Linked DNA regions of Danio rerio: region 1 is linked to region 2. The links are chromatin contacts, called in public HiCAR-type maps. All regions are on one chromosome and are shown on one strand. Each heading gives the region's core, a stretch centred on a gene start, on an enhancer-like site or on the middle of the called end of the contact. The rest is flanking DNA. Distances are from core to core; before and after follow the strand shown. Region 1 holds the start of midn (midnolin). Region 2 overlaps LOC141380307 (a long non-coding RNA gene).

Region 1 (2,700 bases), core at 142-2,641, 190 kb after region 2:
CTGCAGGTGTCTATGGCAGGCCATTTAAACGTGTATTCCTTAAAATCTAGCTATATTTTTTCTAGTAGGCGACTGCTTTCTTTGTCTACATACTAGTAGTTGTTCCGGTAGTGACGACAATGTATTCAGATAGTCAGCAACTGCTTACTCCTTGCATACTAGAGATTATTATTTCATTGGTAGTCACGGTATAACACTGGAATTGATAACTATGTCAGTAGTCAAAATGACTCATTTTTAAAAATAAAATAGTATTAAATTAAGAGTTGCTATTAAAACTGGAATAGATATTAGCTGGTCAGAAGTGAACAGTTAGAATGACTATCAGTGTCAACAATAGTTAAAGGGATAATTTACCAAAAATTGAAAACGTACTCACCCCTAAGCGATTTCCGAAGAAAGCTGAAAACCTGTAACCAACCGATGACTTCCATGATAGGGAAAACAATTACTACAGGTTTTCAGCTTTCTTCGAAACATCTTATTCTGTGTTCAACAGAAGAAAGAAAGTTAAACAGGTTTGGAACATGTGAGTAAATAACGACAGAATTTTCAGTCATGAGTGAACTATCCCTTTAAATGCTGTAATGTTTAATAGATAAGAACTAGTGAATAAACACTGCTATCTTGTGAATTTTTTCCAGCGAGTTAGAAAGGCAAACTATAGGCACTACTGGAGTAAGTACTAATAAGAAGAAAAAAAAACATACAAAACATACTAGCTTAAATTAATAAATGCTAAAACGGCTTGCCAATAGGCATGGCTAAAAAAAATCTCCATTAGGAAACCCAGCCAAAGCCACCTTCTGACCGGCTCATTGTTAAAACAGCTAACCCGTGCAATCTAACAGGAACACATCAGACCACTACTCACGTTTCTTTGTGTAGCAGAGCGAGTCTTTCTTTGGGTACTTTCAGTCTTTGAGAGAGTCTTCGCTTTAGCCCTTCCACGGTCTCTTCTGCGGGAAGGGAGAGCTCGAAGCGTGTGCCGGTGGTGGAGTGGATGTACAAATTCATGGGGGGCTCGCCGGAGACGCTCTCGCAGGACGGCGCAGCTCCGCGACTGCTGCAGCTCCGGGCGCTCGGATGCTGGTCCATTCGATAGCCTACGATAGAGGAGACAGGGTCGATGGAAGCGGGCGGATAGGGCTGGGTGTCTCAATGGAAAGCTATTGGAAAAATATTCCCAATGATTATTCCCGTTTGGTGATGGATCCTGCGGCGATCCCCCGAATTAATATCTTCAAATACAGCAGTTTTTAATTCTATTTTTCCGATAGTGCATTCAAATGCATATTCTGCAAGTGTAGTCCTTTGTCGTTGACAGTGTACTGCAAAAACCAGCGCGATCTTTCCTTCTTTTCTTTATATATGTATATTTCTTTATATCTGTTCCTATGTTTTAAAGCGCAGCTCTCATCGCGGAGAGAAACTCCAGTGAAACACGCATAATAATGCCCGTTGTTTCACCGTGTCTCACTTCCACTGTGCCGCTATGATTACACCCACAAAAGCTCTGCCCAATCAAAGGAGGGGCTAGTGGTGACGTCATATACACAGCCAACGGGAGGACGGCCTGCTCACCCACGTGGAGCGCAAACACCGCCTCATTTCTCTCCCCCACACCGCTTTCCTCATTGAGGACAAATCCAATCTGAGTGGGCGACGAGCTCCAGTCCTGGAGTTCCAGCCCACTGTTACCAATTCCACACCATTCATGAGGCAAACTGTCAAAGTAACAAAAGTCACCCAATATAACCTTGAATGTTTAAACAGCAACACTGCGCGGTCTATTTTCAAAACACAGCAAAAATACTTTGTGTCACCTTGCTTTTCGTGTGTAGCTAATGTTGCATATTTGTTGACATTTAATGGTAGACATTCTTTTGCTGAAGCTAAAGAGTTTATGGATTTGTAGTTTTTATATACAGCTATGGAAACATATTAAAAACCACTTGACAATTATGCTTCCTCTGGATTTAGGATTTAGTGATTTGGGGGCCCAAGCAATTTCAGCCATGGGGAACAAAAGTTCTAAAATGCTCATTTTGTACTTTAATTGATTTATTTTGCATTTTTTTTCTTTTTCTACATTTTGTCTTCTTAATGCAAAAATAATACCAACATGTAATGCATCTCGTAAGCATTTTAAATTATTTATTTTCTGAAAATTAAAAGTAATTCTTTACCTAATTTGCTGGACTTCTCCATGATTGAGGGATACATTTGCACAGATATAATAAACATTAAACTTTTATTTTTTTAGACACACTTGTTATACAAAATATGATTTAAATATAATTTATAGGAGTAATTTATACTTCTAGGTATTTATTTGGGGGCCCTCAGATTTCCTGGGGCCCTAAGCTGCCGCTTATCTTGCTTATTGGTTAAATCCGCTCCTGACTGGACTTATACAGCTATGGCTTTATTTTTAAAAGGTCTTCTCGCAAATTTAAAATAAAAATATTGTCATTTAGAGCCTTTTTACTGACAGAAAATCAGGAATGTCACTGAAATATTAATTTATTAAAGAAATTCATGTTGAACACGTGTATGTTGTTGTTGTCTTAACCCTATCACTGCCTTGCATTTCTTAACTCCTAATGTCGCTAGTTAACACACTCAATGCATTTTATTTTACATTTCTAAAATATCAACCTCTACCAAATGGTTGATGTGTCGGTTTATAGTAAAAGT
Region 2 (2,700 bases), core at 39-2,538:
ATGAAATTAGATACATAGTTTGTATTTTTATTACACATGCTTGTACTTAAATAGTAAACCAAAAAATAAAAGGCATATTATCAAATATAATCAAAATTATGAGATGCTTTATCCAATATATGTTGTTGCTGAAGTCAAACATCAAAACAACAACTGTATTAAAACACAATTCAAAGTAAAATATGACCCAAAACATCATTAAATATGTACTTTCTAAATTTTAGCAATTTTTTTATATATTATAAATGTTTAATATAATATAATATAATATAATATATTATAATATAATATAATATCCAGTGATGAGTTGCAGCTGGAAGGGCATCTGTTGCATAAAACGTAGCTGGATAAGTTGCCGGTTCATTCCACTGTGTTGACCCCTGATTATTAAAGGAACTAAGTCGAAAAGAAAATGAATGAATGAATGAATAATGTAATAAAATACATTATAACATAATAAATGCAATAATATTTCCAGTTTTTTTTTGCAAACAACTTATCTTAAATCTCGAAAAAAATAGCCATTTATAAATGCCAAAATAAATGCTAAAAGACAAAAAATGTTATCAATATTAAGCAATAAAATGTTTTATCACATATTAGATACAAAAAATAAAAGTACATTTTAATAATAATAATAATAATAATAATAATAATAATAAAACTATTCAAAACTGAAAAGAATAGAATGCACACAACTTCCATGATACAGACACAATATTATTGCTACATTCATAGCCAATCAGAATCCAGCATGCTTTATAGAACTGGAACATTTAAAGCTGCAGACACCAAAACGGAATTTCATCTAATAAAACATATATAACATCTGGCGTCACGGTGGAACAGTGGGTAGCACGATTGCCTCACTGCAAAAAGGTTGCTGGTTCAAGGCCCACCTGGGTCAGTTGGCATGTCTGAGTGGAGTTTGCATGTTCTCCTCGTGTACGTGTGGGATTCCTCCGGGTGCGCTGATTTCCCCACCAGTCCAAAGACATGCGGTACAGGTGAATTGGGTAAGCTAAATTGGCAGTAGTGTATGTGTGTGAATGTAAGAGTGTATGGGTGTTTCCCACAGATGGATTGTAGCTGGAAGGGCATGTGCTGCGTAAAAACATATGCTGGATAATTTAGCGGTTCATTCCACTGTGGTGACCCCTGATAAATAAAGGCACTGAAATATATATCATCCATCCAACAACACACTCTACATTGTACATTGGATCACTTAAGTTCTTCAAAGCCACTGCAGTGGCATAAACACACCAGCAGGGGTCTCCCATTGATCAGCTCACATCTAGCGCCCAACAAATAGACGACAGCCTCTTGAGTAGCTGATCCGGCGAACGACAGCTGTCTAAAGCAGGTTTATGCTCTTTTCCTACAGCAGGGCCTTCACGTCACCTCTGATACCTCGCACGGTAGACCTCATTCCAGGAAAGACCAAGAGAGCGAACAGCTGCCCTCCTCCTTAAATCCCTAAGCCAAGTGCAGTCATACCTTCATATGCCCCCTTTGGACCAACACATTCAACCTTCCACCCACTCATGAAGGAATGGCGAAAGAGGGGTGAACAGGGATATCATGTAAAAATGCTGGAAGAGAATGATGTTATATCACGAAAATAAAAACGGCTGCAGAGAGGAAGGAAAAAGAAAAATTGGGGGGAAAGAGAGTTTGAAGTCATGGAACAAATCCTGGATCCCCGTTCTGTGCCTCATGCAGAACTCAAGCTTGTTTTGTCATGCGCCGAAACGGACCCTCAGGTCATGCTGCATGCCTTCACAGCACACACACACACACACACACACAGGCTTTTGTCTGCAGATGGAAAACAGCATCGGTGCACTCACTTCATGGAAGGAGAGTTCATGGCGAACAATATATGTTCTCGAAGGCCGCGAGATATGTGCATTTCAGAACATTCCTTTGATGTCAAGTGAGCCATGAATCATTTCAAAACCGAGTATTTGTTACGCCTCAGCTGAATGTTTCACCCTGGTGAACAGAAAATGGCAAAAGTTGAGGTTTAGTTCAAGGGGTTGTCACTTTAGTTTGGGAAAGTAATCTGTAATCATAATCAGATTAGCTTTTCTATGGTTTGTAAGAAAAAATTGATGCCAGAAAACCAAAACTTTTATGGATAATTGACTACAAATGGAAAGCTTTGTCTGGGTTTTGATCATTCACTTATAGCACAAGGGTGCAGCCTGAAAATGCAAATGTTTGAAAATGGGTTTTAAAGGGCTATTTTTTCAAATCTAAATCTATTCAAAAATGTTTTGAATGTGCCATCTCAATGTAAACTACACAAATGTGGACTTTGTGAAAATTTAATTTAAGGAAAATGCACATTACTTGGGTGCTTAACAACTAAAAACAACTATGGATAAAATAAATTTTTATCTGCTGTAAAAATGGTCATTTTAAAATTGGTGTTAAAGGGGAAAGAAGGTCGCTGGTTCAAGTCTCGGCTCAGTTGGCGTTTCTGTGTGGAGTTTGTATGTTCTCCCTGCGTCAAGTGGGTTTCCTCCGGGTGCTCCGGTTTCCCCCACAGACATGCGGTACAGGTGAATTGGGCTGGGTAGGCTAAATTGTCTGTAGTGTATGAGTGTGTGTGAATGAGTGTTTGTGGATGTTTCCCAGAGATGGGTTGCGGCTGGAAGGGCATCCGCTGAGTAAAAACATGCTGGATAAGTT

The links. HiCAR-type assays count read pairs that join an accessible place to other places.
Region 1: a HiCAR-type map of caudal fin shows a contact between it and region 2, with 19 times the contacts expected there. The contact joins the promoter of midn here to the enhancer-like site in region 2. A contact is called at or near these places in 10 of 18 Hi-C or Micro-C datasets (caudal fin, embryo, gastrula embryo and 2 more) and 2 of 4 datasets of contacts at active chromatin or transcription factors (caudal fin and gastrula embryo).

What each region holds. Positions count from the first base shown.
Region 1 is chr22:18,450,234-18,452,933 of GRCz12tu, forward strand. It overlaps midn (midnolin), which reads right to left and starts at 1,392. Exons shown (of 7, transcript NM_207052.1): 1 at 875-1,392. The coding sequence starts at 1,098.
Region 2 is chr22:18,261,568-18,264,267 of GRCz12tu, forward strand. It overlaps LOC141380307 (a long non-coding RNA gene), which reads left to right. Exons shown (of 2, transcript XR_012398129.1): 2 at 1,388-2,700. Among named protein-coding and RNA genes, the nearest start is that of cirbpb, 22 kb to the left of the region's middle. Within about 2 kb of position 1,289, at least 26 of the 62 cell types and tissues checked have an H3K27ac peak or open chromatin away from gene starts, as enhancers often do. A contact at or near this core is called in caudal fin, where this site is marked.